Regions from separate parts of the Sus scrofa genome. Here region 2 is linked to region 1. A link is a contact called in public Hi-C data. All regions are on one chromosome and are shown on one strand. The core of a region is the stretch at or near the end of the contact, and the rest is flanking DNA. Distances in the headings are between cores, read along the strand shown.

The links. Hi-C and Micro-C count contacts between places; a contact is called where the count stands out from the background.
Region 2: a Hi-C map of embryonic fibroblasts shows a contact between it and region 1, with 2.4 times the contacts expected there. The contact joins the promoter of BCL11B here to the promoter of VRK1 in region 1. A contact is called at or near these places in 2 of 47 Hi-C or Micro-C datasets (embryonic fibroblasts and fibroblasts).

What each region holds. Positions count from the first base shown.
Region 1 is chr7:117,938,845-117,945,019 of Sscrofa11.1, forward strand. VRK1 (vaccinia related kinase 1) reads left to right here and starts at 4,140. Exons shown (of 13, transcript NM_001243688.1): 1 at 4,140-4,205.
Region 2 is chr7:120,292,258-120,298,745 of Sscrofa11.1, forward strand. It overlaps BCL11B (B-cell CLL/lymphoma 11B), which reads right to left and starts at 3,480. Exons shown (of 5, transcript NM_001297633.1): 1 at 3,423-3,480. The coding sequence starts at 3,480.

The sequences.
Region 1 (6,175 bases), core at 2,890-5,389:
CCAGAAAAAAATGGGCTGAACCCACTCCTGGGTCACCCTGCTTAATCCATGGGGATCCTTTAGCCAGGAATCCCTTTACTTTAGACCTAGGGCAGCATCTTGTACAAAACTCTATCACAGCATTGAAAGTATCTCCCTGTAACAAGTACCCCATGTATTGAAGCTGTGCATAAAGGGGCAGGAAAATCAACATTTGGAAGTAGATTCAGGGGGCCTAGAATCATTTATATATTTCCCTTTTTTTCTTTTTTAAATTGAAGTATAGTTGACTTACAATGTTGTGTTAGTTTCAGGTGTATAGCAAAGTGATTCAATTTAATTTAATACATTAAATGTATTAAATACTTAATATATATATACACTTTATATTACATATATAATATATATTATACATTGTATATATGATCTATATTGATTCTTTTCCCTTATAGATTGTTACAAAATATTGAGTACATTTCCCTGTGATATACAGTAGGCTCTTATTGGTTATCTACTTTATATAAAGTAGTTTTGTTTTTTTTTTGTTGTTTTTTTTTTTGTCTTTTTAGGGCCACACCAGCAGCACATGGAAGTTTCCAGGCTATGGGTTGAATCAGAGGTGTAGCCATTGGCCTATTCCACAGCCACAGCAACACTAGATCTGAGCCATGTCTGCTACCTATACCACAGCTCACAGCAACGCTGGATCCTTAACCCACTGAGTGAGACCAGGGATCAAACCTACGTCCTCATGGTAACTAGTCAGATTTGTTTCCACTGAGCCACAATGGGGACTCCTATAGTAGTGTGTTTTTGTTAGTACTAAACTCCTTGGAATCACTTGAACTTAAAAATTTGTTTTCCTTTTTAAGAACTGAGATAGGGAGCTCCCGTCATGGCTCAGTGATGAAAGAATCCGACTTGGAACCATGAGGTTGTGGGTTCAATTCCTGGCCTCCCTCAGTGGGTTAAGGATCTGTTGTTGCTGTGAGCTGTGGTGTAGGTTGCAGATGCCAGTTTCATCTGGCACTGCTGTGGCTGTGGTGCAGGTTGGCAGCTACAGCTCCAATACGACCCTTAGCCTGGGAACCTCCATATGTTGCAGGTGCGGCCCTGGAAAAGACCAAAAAAAAAAAGAGCTGAGATAGTGTATGTGAAAAAGCACAATGCCCAATACACAGCAAGGCCTCCTTAAACATTAGTTAAACCAGAACCTTCAGAGTTCCCAGAGTTTAACCCAATTTCCTGCTCACAGTAGGTGCTCAGTAAACATTTGTTCGGACTGTTGGATATTTTGAATATATGGCAGGACTGTACTCACCGACCTTTCCTCTTAAGTTCAATTCTCGTTCTAAAGCCCAGCCCCAGCCAGTCCTCATGGGTCCATTTTCCGTATAACCGTGATCTTGATACCAAGCTGCCAACTCATAAAAATCCATGGAGGGCCTCCAGTGTCCCAGAGTTGTATCCCCACCTACAGCACCTCAGAATGGCAGTCTCTGTGCCAGCAGCTTGGACTGATGTCCTGCCAGGCTCTGTACTGGGAGGACATCTTAGCACATGTGCGAGGTGTTGGAGACGGTGGCAGTTGCCTGGGGACAGAGTGCACTGAAGTAGCAGTTGAAGAGTAAGCTATCCCACCAGGCTGAGGCAGCCACGACCTCCAGAATAAGTACATTCCATTCCCACCCTGGGACACTCCAGGCCCTGTTGCTGATTTCAGTGCGATTCAAGGCCAGCTGGTGCCAACCCAGCATGGAAGCGGGGACATTTCTTCTGCACACGTTTGGTGAGGTTAGGGGAACCCGGTCATGAGGTGAAAGATGAGTTCTGTTCCAAGTCTTCTCAGCGTGTGTGGGTGTTTCTCTGTCTCTTTCTCTTTGTGTGTGCGTGTGTGTGTGTCTGTGTGTGTGTGTGTGTGTGTGTGTGTGTGTGAGGGAGAGATTCTCTCAGTGGATTCTGGCCACAGATTCTTGCCTGGGAATTCCACACCCATGAGATGTATGAATCTTGAGACCTCTTTTATTTTCTATTTTTTAGGGCCGCACCTGCAGCGTGTGGAAGTTCCCAGGCTAGGGGTCAAACCAGAGCTGTAGCTGCCAGCCTACATCACAGCCACAGGAATGCAGGAATCGAGCTGCGTCTGTGGCCTACACCACAGCTCATGGCAACACCAGATCCTTAATCCACCGAGTGAGGCCAGGGATCAAACAAACCCACATCCTCATGGATATTAACTGGGTTCGTTACCACTGAGCCACAATGGGAATTCCATCTTGAGACCTCTTTGCTGATAAATACTCATCGAGTGCTCCCTTTGTGCAAATGTTTCTGTTAAGGTCTCAGCAAGAAGCAGATAACACATTTGAAACAGGCTAATTTGAGGAGGGTTTATTTGCAATGAGACTTTGGCCAAGATGTGGGCGTGGGAACCACGGGGATGGAGCAGTAATCTTGGCTCAGCAGCAGTCGTGGTGTTATCAGCTGCATGTCCCGGGCACCATGGGAAGAAGCTGTCACTGTAAGCTGGAAGGGAGAGCAGGGAGCAGTGGCCTTCAGCTGAGGGCACTAGCCGACTGGAGGTGACCTTGCCGACAAGGATCCAGGGGAATACTTGCCTTCAGTGACATTTCTCTTTCCCTCCAGTTCTCTGTGGGGTTCCCTGCTGGCCAAATACACCAGAAGCCAGAGGCACAGGAACCAGCTCAGCTTCCTGGGGCCGCCGGCAGGCTGGAGGACCATCTGGAGCCAGTGAGAGTCCCTGGAGGGGCAAATGTGAGTCACCAGGCACATCGCCGCACTGTCCAAGGGGAAGTGTGATTCCAGGTTTTGTGAGGACTGAAGTCATGCAATTTGGGGGGGGGTCCACTTTAAGAAAATCGTACAAAAGTACCTTACCTTGGCAAACAACACCCCCCTCCCTCTAAAACTCCCTCTAACAGAAGGCTTTGGAAGAGACCTTGCTTAAGCTTCTCTAGTTTCTCTGTAAAGCTCCCTCTGCCTATGGCTTTGGTGATTTTGACCTAGAACAGTATCCTGGTCCAAGATAAGCTCACAGTCTCATGGGTGATGGAGGCTGAGACAATTGATTATAAAGCAAACTGTGGCATAAGGGAATTACAGATGGAATACTACAGAAGGTTAGGTAGGCACTGAAATAGGTTCGACAGACAGGTGGAATTTAGAGTCATGGCTAGGAGCGGACAGAATTATATTTATACTGTCTACTCTTTATTGAGCATCTACTACATAAAAAGGACTGTCTCGAGACTATCTCCTTTAGTCCTGACAGAAACAGGAAACTGAGACTCATAGAGGTTAAGTAATCTAGGTTATAAAGATACAGAGTGGAAGAGCAAGGATTTGATCTGCAAGCTGTTTGCTTCCAGAGCCAGAACATGGTATACAGAGCCAGGCTGCTGTGGGAGGAGCCTGCAGTGTGTGGATCCTCAGGTGGAAAAACGCAAACGCCAGTAGGCAGAGGAGGAACTGGGCCAAACCGGAACATAGGGCTGCTTTTACGTCCAACTCTTTGTCAACACATTTATTTATTTGCTTCTCTGTGACATTTATTTTTAAAAATATTTTATTAGAGTATAGTTGCCTTACAATGTTGTGTTAGGTGTATAGCAAAGTGAATCAGTCATACATGTAAATATACCTTTTCTTTTTTCCCCATATAGGTGATTCCTGCGGTATACAATAAACTGTCAGAATGTGTGTGATACTTACACTCCCAATTCTTCCCTCTGCCCAACCGTACACCTACGGTAACCTTAAGGTTGAATTTTTTTTTTTTTTTAACCAACATATTGGTTAAAAAAGCTACTGAGAATACTGGCAATATTTATTTCAGTTCTTAAGGCATTGCCAGGTACAGCATTCAACCAGAAAGATGGACTTAGAGGCGCTATACCACATTTCCCAGGTGCCCACGGGGCAAGAGGGACCGAGATCTTGCTTTGCCCGTAAAACACTACACTTCCCAGCATGCACTGGGTGCGCCGGTCCGCGGCTCCCGCCATGCCCGCGGAGGCGGAGAAGGCCGGCATAGGCTCCGCCCCGCTCGCGCGTTCCCACTCGCCCCGCCTCTCCCGCTCACCCGAGCCAATGAGAAGGCTCCATACTGCGGAGTGTGACGGGGCCGGCGCCTCAACTGAGTTGCAAGTCGGCGAAAGCGGCGGGAAGTTCGTACTGGGCAGAAGGCGACCGGTCTGCGGTTCCGGGTAGGGTAGCCGCGCGCGGAGCTGAGCAAGAGTGCCGGCGCCGAGCGGGGGCCGCGGAGAGGCTGTCGGCGGCCGGGCCGGCGCGGGGCGGCAGGGCAGCCGGGACCTCGGGAGGCGCCGGCGTCCTCTCTCGCCGGGTTTCCCTCAGGCCCCGCTGCGGCCCCGGGCTCCCTGCACCGGCCGGGCGGGTCCCCAAGGCTCCGTTGCCGGTTCTGAACGGCGTGTAGGCGGGTCAGACTTGCACGGCATCCTGGGCGCTCAGGCCGGGTCTGGGAGATGGCTTCTGTAGGCCAGATTGGATCAGCGGCGTCCCTCCGCGGTCTTGGAACTCACGTTCTGCAGGGGAAGCAGAATAGAAGCCAAACTGACCATTTGCAGAAGCGAGAGCTCTCTGAAAACGGGGACAGGCGTCTGTGGGCGGGAGTGATGGGCGGGGGTGGGGTGAGGAGGGCATCTCGGGAGGCGACGTTGGCCTGGAGACCTGAGATAGGGGCAGGAGCCTGCTCGCCCGGGGCTGGCGTTCCAGGCCTGGGCGCCTTTCTTAGCTGTCAAGGTCCGGCTGAGGCCCGGTGAGAGCGGCCCTTGCGGCAGGTTCAAGGCGTTCGAGCTCCGGTGGCGGAATTTTACAAGGGATTTTCGCGTGCCCCTGACAGCTGTTTTTTGTCCCGTCTTCGTAGCTGCAGGGTGGCACCTTTTGCTGATGCTGCTGTATTCGCGGGCGACAGATAGTTTTTCCTACCGTCGGAATAATTTTTGGCTCTGGTCTCAAAACTCTTAGGTGCTTTATTTAAATTCGACAAACGCACCAGGGTTTCCGGGTTGAGAGGGAAATGTGGTAGACCCTAGGTTTCAGTTAAGTCCACTCATTTTTTAACTTTTCTGTCAAGTCACCCCTCCCCCCGTTTTTTTTTTTTTCTTCTCTTCTTGCTATGTATTGACTCGTCCTTTCCCTCCCCCATCTCTCCTTGAAACAGTTTGGAGATACCAGTTTTGCTCTTGGGAAGGTGGTGGTTTTAAGAAACTGTTGAAGGGCCTCATTCATTATTATTTTTTTCTTTTCTTTTTTTTTTTCAACTAGAATTGCCCATCCGTTAAGCTGTAATTTACAAGATTAAAAGAAAATGTATGGCAGCATTATTTTTAAGCGTTCAGAATAAAGGCATCTTGCTTTTCATGACTTTGGAAGTGTGATGCTTTTGGGGAGGATTTAATGTACAATTTTAAAGTAGTTTCAGAGGGAGGCAAGGGTTTTTTGTATAATCATCTTATTCAGGTTATGTCTGTGCTGTCCAAAATGGCATATAGTAATTGGAATTACATTTACAGGTAGTTAAGGTCAGGTCATCCTCTGATATAGCAAGTTGTCACTTAACACTGGCTTTCTCTGCCGAAGCCGCCGTGGGTGCTGTTCTCTGTGCATCTCAGCGTTGCTGATCAGATTCTGGGTTAATGCAGTAACAACTTGAATTTGATGGCAGTAACTTGTGTTCAGCATTACTGTCCATTTAGTGCTGCTATCTACAACAGATGAGATTTAGAGTGTAAGGGCTTCTTAATGTTCAGTGTTGCAGAAATTGTGAGAGGATATTTGGTCAACAAATGAGAAAGCGGAGAAATGTGTCAAGCACAGAACCTGACATACAGTAAGTTCGTAAGTGCCCAGGAAATGGTTATATGGAAAGCTTATGCCGAGTCTTATTCCAGGATGCAAATGTATATTTTACAAATAACAGTCATGCATTCAAAATGTTGACAGACCCTAAAATTAACTTTCTTAAATAGGCCAGCTTTTTTTTTTAAATTGAGAACTAATGTGAAATAATAGTAAATAGGTAAGTGAAAGTCCCAGATGTCTAGGAAAGAAAAAAGATTTTTCTTGGACAGCTGTATGTATGTTTTTCCTTAAAGCCTTCCCTAGTAAGTTATGATGTGCTATAAGAAGAATTTTGATTTAAAAAGTAGAACTTTGA
Region 2 (6,488 bases), core at 2,230-4,729, 2.4 Mb after region 1:
AGTTCACATAATGCTAAGCACAGCGGCCTTCAAAACCTCCAGCTACGGCCAAACCTAATTTAAAAGGCAACCATGGAATTAACACAGTTAGCCTAACTTCCGCGTCAAATCTTGGGTCTCGGGTTGTTTTGCAAAAGCGTGAATTCCGATGGAAGATCACTAATCGTCCAAGGAAACTTGGTGGTGGCTGGCTGAACACGCACCTCCATGGGCTTGTGTCATCTACCACCGGCTCCACTTCTCCTCCTCCGAGAGCCTCAGAGCTCCCGTGTGGACCAGAGATCCTTCGCCTCTGCGCTCAGCCGGCTCCCAGCCCCAGCCTCTGCCTGGCCAGCCACTGCCCCTCTTCCTCCCCTCCTGACAAGTGTCACTGTGTTGTGTGGTGTTTGTTTGTATTCATAGCTGGGGCTGTCCTCTGGTTTTAAAAAGCCAGATCCATCTGGGTCAAACGTTGTGAAACAAACCAGAAGCCTAGGGCTTCATCCCCAGCTGTCTCCCACCCCCTACCTCCCTGCTCCCTCTTCTCCCGGACCCTGTCTGTACATCTAACCAGCTCATTACGGCGCCCTTCTCTGACTCCCCCTCCAAGATTATCCACGCTGCGTGTTTCTCAGGCCGTCAGTTATCCTAAGTTGCATCATCATCTTTAAAGAACCTGAGGCCCGGCGGCGGGCTGCCACCCAACTGAAGACAACCGCTTTCTTCTTTCACATTTAAAATCTAAAATGGGAGCCTTGCCTCCCCCCTCTCCCCCACCCCCCCATCAGGGCTGTGACAGCACCCATGTTGCTGGCCAGGGCTCCAGAGCACCCTAAGGCCACGACGCCTGCATCCTTGTGAAGAGGCCCTGCAGCCTCAAGTGCATCCAAAGCTTGCCTTTCCCCTGCCTGCACCCCCATCCCCGGGTGACACAGGACAGACAGAAAAGCCAGCTGCTGTTGGATAATAAATAGCCTTGTCTGAAAACTGGTTGGACCACTCTCCCTGCTTAAGCCCCTGCACATGCCCTGGGCTCCGGGTGCCCCTGCGAGGAGGAGGCGACGGGATATCCCTGGCCCTCTGGTCTCCTTCTCCCCACCTCTCCTTCCCTGCCCCTGCTTCAGCGGCAGCCGGCTTTCCAGCACCACTCTGAGCAAGGCTGAGAGAGCGTGGAACAAATGAAGGACGGAAGGAGGTGACACCCCTCGCCCCCCACGGCCAGCTGCCACCAGTCCTTCTGGCCAGGCCTTTCTCCTGAGGTCCCAGGAATATGCCAGAAGAGGAGAGAGCAAAAGCAAAGCAAACCTACCTGCTTCTTTCCCCCCTTCCACACAACTGCAAACACTCCTGGCTTCTTTGCTGCTGTACCAGCTTGGCAATGCAGCCCCCCCCCAACAACTCCCCCTTCCCGGACCACCCCCACCCCCCAACATCCCCCTCCTCAAAAACAGCCCTTGCAAATATACAGAGGCTACGTGGGGCAAATTGCCTCCTGGAGAAATTAGGCGTCTGCAAGCACAGACATTCTAACAGCCACTCCACCATCTGGGGGGGGGGGTGGTAGAATAAGCAATTGCTAAGGCTTGGTAAAGGACAAAATGTCAACTGGTGAAAAGGACCTTGATCAAACCAGGCTCAGATCTGGTTGCAAAACATTTTGTTTTAAATGCAACCAGCGAACCTTCTTTGATGTTAACAAGGGTGCAAAATCAAAGCGAAGGCCTCTTCCCTCCCACCAAAAAGGCAGCCCCTCTCCCAAGGCAAGCCCACTTTAATAGCTCTTCCCCTCCCCAAAAAATAATAATAAACCCACAAATTCTTACTAATGTATCTGCTGTAACAAAGGAGAGATGGCAGCAGCAAAGGCTCCGAGCAGATGGCTCCTATGCTGGGTTTTCAGGGGAGGGGAGAACCCCTTTATATATTTATTTATTTATTTAAATTTTTTAAAATATAACATAAATATTCGGCTCTCGGCCGCCCCGCCGCCAGTCCTCGGCGGCGGCTGGGCGCGCAGCCCTCTCCAGCTCCCCACCAGCAGCCCGGCCCCAGCCTGACGAGGTGCTCCAAGGATTGCAAGGCACACAACCTGCCCGCGGTTTCGATGGCACCCAGAGGATGTTTTATTTCTATTGCAATTTTTAAAAAGAAAGAAAGGTTCGAAGATTTAAAAAAAAAAAAAAAAACAGGAACGGCGACCCAGGCACCACGAGAGAAAAGACCGCGGGGAAAGGTTTGCGCGCCGCGAGGCAGCGGCCCCGCGGGCTGCGGCGGGCGGGGAGCGCCGCGAGCCGACCTTCGCCGGTGCAAGTGTGCAGGCACCCGGGCGAGCTCCCCTGCAAACCCCGTACCTGGCCCGCTCTCGCCAGCTTCTTCCCCGTGCCTAAATAAACCCAACTGGGGCGCTGGAGGCTGCTGCGTCTCTGCCCCGCTGCCTGACTTTGCCCGCCCCGCCACTTGCTTGAAATCCACACGATTTCAGACAGTGGATTTCCACGGCGACCTGCCTTGTTTATTTAGACAGGGAAGATGAAAGCTCGGAGATAGGAAGATGGGTAAGAAGAGATTGATAGGTCTCTCTCCTTTTTCCTTTTTTTTCTTTCTCTCTTTTTTTTTTTTTTTCTTTCACTGTTTTCCAAGCACATCCCTCTTCCCACTTCTAGCTGACAACCCTTTTTTCCCCCGTGTTGGGGATTTTTCACCAGCCCCCGATGCCCCCACCTTTTTTGGGGAGTGGGGGAAAGAAGACAAGATCATCCCAGGAGACGAACGGAGGTGGGGAAATGGGGGATGGGGGTGCAGGAGCCCGGCAAACAGCCGCGCAGCTGGATTCTTTTGCAAATAGCAAGAGGAGGGGAGAGAAAGGCGGCTGCGGAATCCTAGGACCAGCGTGGCCGGCGCCCTGCCTGGCCGGGTGCAGCAACCGGGACTCGGAGCCGGCGGCCGCCCCTCGCCCCGCGTCTCCCCCAGGCCTGAGCGCACCCCGCTCTCCTCCGCCCGCGCCGTCAGCGCGGACCCACGCGCTCGCCAACTTTTCCCCACTTCCCGGCTCCCCCCTCCCCCTCCGCTCCCCCAGCCCCCTCCCCCTCCTCTCCAAACCCCGCCACCAGCGCCGCCGCCGCCACACACGCCGCTCGGAGGGGCGAGCGTCCAGCCGGGCTCCGCGCGCACACACACACCTCCTCCAGCCTGCGCGCCCCCTCCCCGGCCCGAAGCCCGCTCCGCAGGCCCCCGAGCCCAGGGCGCGTCTGACTGCACGGCGCCCCGACTCCCCCGGCTGCAAAGAAACTTTCCTAGGGCCCCCGCCCCTCCTACCATGCTCTGGGCCGACGCCGCTGCCTCTGCGAGCCGCCCGGGCCACCGGCCCGGCGGCGCCCGGCTCCGTGTCCCCAGCCCCGGAGCCCCATCCTCCGGCCCCTCGCGCGCACGCCGCAGACACTTACGGGTGATGAGCTCCCTCTGGGACAAGTGCTGCGGGTTGCCCTGTTTGCGGCGGGACATTGCCCCGGCATCTATTCTGGCATCGCCCGGAGAGCTGCACTGATGGGGGCGCCGGGGGAGGGGGTCCGAGCCGCCGCCGCTGCTGCTGCCGCTGCTGCCGCCGCGCCGCTGCCGCCGCCGCCGCCGCCGCCGCCGCCGCGCCTCCTCCTCTGCCCCGGTTGGTGTTTTGGTTTTTTTTTTTTTTCCCCTTCCTCTCTTGCCCTCTCTTCCTTCTCTTCTTCTTCTTTATTTTGCTCTTTCTTCTATGCTGTTTTTTGTTTTGTTTGCCAAAAGAAAAAGAAGAAAAAAGAAAAAGAAAAATCTCTCGATCTAAAATAGGAGAAAGGCAAAAAAAAAAAAAAAATCTGTTGCTTGCCGCGGACTGGCTGGTTTCTTTAAAAATATATTCTTTTGAAGGAAAAAAAATCGCTTACACTTCTTCAAACTGCTTGGCCTCCTGGACTTCCAAATGTCTTCTTGAACTTAAACCGGATTTTGCACCGGCTCCTGACACTTTCTTTCAGGGTCTGGTAGGTGGAGAGCGCACTTCTACCAGGAGGGGGGGGGGGGAAGGGGGAAAAATGCAAACAAATAAAAAATAAAAGAAGAAAAGAAAAAGAAAAAAGCAAAGAAAACTTGGGGACTTGTCTCGTACCCCCTCACCCCGCCCCCTCAAAAAACCCAAAGCAATGTAGAACTGCCCCGGTTCGGTTGTTTCTGGGTTTTCTGCGGGCCGCCTGTTTTTTTCTCGGAGACTGACCCTTCCGAGGCTCTGGGGGGACTCCAGGAGCTGCTCCTTCCCAGTTCACCTGGCAGGCTGGCGCCGGCCGGAGAGGCTGCCGGGTCCCCGCGAGCGCTCCCCAGCGCTCCCCTGGCGCCGCGGGCCCGGGGGGAGCTGGGCTGAGGGGCCGCTTGCCCAGTGCGCCTGGGTCGGTGCGGGCGCGGACTGGGAGCTATAGATTGCAACGTGAAGATGGCGGAGTCCGGGTTCTCTGGGAGCTCTCGGTCTCTCTATGGCTGGGGCTGCCTCTGTACAATGGGATAAAATTCAAGTTCAAGTGCGGACGTGACGTTTAATCTGCACTAGAGACAAAAAGACCCAGAGAGTCGGAGCACTGGGGGCGACTAGCGGTGGCTTTTTAACATTGTACCCTGTAAGAGAACAAGAAAGCACATACACACACACACACACACACACACTCGCGCGCGCGCGCACACACACTCACACACACACACACACTCGCCCGTGCGCACACCCGCTGTCCAGGCCGGCCACACGTGCAGCGTTTTTGTGGCTCTTCTCCCTGCGCACTGACAGCGCAAAAGGGAAGGGGGGGAGAACGATGGGCAGGATATTTTTAAATAAAAGAAAATCCTCTCCATCCCTCCTCCCCTCCAGGGAGCAGGACCCCCTGAGAAGGGGGGCGGAGTGCGGTGTGCGTGGAAGTAAGTGGAATTAACACAAGTCCCCACCCACTCATCTGAAAGCCTTTTCGGACTGGGTGGGGAGGAGTAGATGGCTGTGAATGAGGGTTGGGGTCCCCACGGGGACTGGGGGGGGGGTTGGTCATTGCTTCATCTCCCTAGAAAAGTGGCTTGGTTGTTTTTACTTTTGTTTCATTGAGGGGTCGAGGTTAAACTTCGCAAAAGTGTCTCCATATAAATCCTGATATTCCAAACTCTGGGAGAGCGAAGTGGACAAAATAAAAAGAGACTAAGAGGAGATTAAGAGCACATGGGGGGGCGGGGGGGATGTGAGACCTTGTGTGAGTCCCACTTGGGAAGGAATGCTCCTCCGAATCTGTGAGTTCCCTCCACCTCGCCCCCACTAACTCCTGGGGGTCAAACACCGGCCCCACCCCCCAACGCCGAGGTCTGTGGCAAGCGCGGGGGTGAGGGGGCAGGGGTGCTCCACGTGGGAGAGATTCTTGAACATGGTGACCCCACAGTAGGTTTGGCTGGGTCTTCGAACACACTCGTGTGGGTGACCCCCCCCAGGTCCCCCGGTTCCCTCCCACCTCCTGACAAACGCTGCGTGCGACCTGGATGTAACGCCCCCCAACCCCAAAGCTCCTCCGCCCAGGGCAGGACTTGAAATCGCCGGTCAGACTGGGAAGGACGCAGCTGCCGTGTCAGCCGTTTCATCTCCCGGCGAGGACAAGAGGAGTTGTGGGGGCCTGTCGGTGGCCCGGGGACAAGGCCAGGCCGCGGGCCGCGTGGACATCCCCCGCCCTCCCTGTCTCTCCCCAGGCCGCGGCCAACTTCATCGGTTCCGCGACCTGACCTCCCAGCTGGGCGCGCCACGCGGCCGGCCCCCTCGCCCTTCCCAGGGTTTCCCGGGTCTGGGCCGGGAGGCGGCCAGGGCGGGTCGGGGCCTGGCTCAGGGCTGGGCTTCGCCCGCGAGCCCAGCTGCACCCACCCCACCCCGCCCCCAGGCCGGGCTCCGGCGGCCTCGCGGGAGCGAAAGGCTGGGCCGTGACGCCTCCGGGCGCGCGGTCTCCCTCGGGGCCTTTTCCGGGGGGGAGCAAAGGGGAGGGTGTTCGCCCCCAGGGTCTTGGGTGGGGCGACGGCACCTAGAACTTAACAGAGCGCAGAGCCCGTGAGAGGAGACAGAAAGAGCTCCCTGCCCAAGCCACCCCTCGCAAAAATAATAACAATAAAATGTGCCCTAGCATGCAGTTTTGCGGACCGGGCTGCAGGGTCGGCAGACGAGCGAGCGGGCTGGAGACTGGGCGGAGGGGGCGGAGTGGGAGGTGCGGCAGGGCGGGCGGAGAGCGAGTCGGCACCCCCCACACACACACACCCCGTACCCCGGACTGCAGGCTGCTGCCCACCGCCCGCCACCCACACCCCACCTCCACGTGGTCCAAAGTGTAGAAGCACCGCCCTCTCCTCCCATCCAGCCCCACCACGAAAATCTTTCCAGGAAAGGGGCCTAAGTAAGAAAAAAATGCCACACGCACCTTTAATAAACTTCTTAGGAAAACCATAAACCGGACAGCCCAACTCGCCCAACATTCTTAAATTTG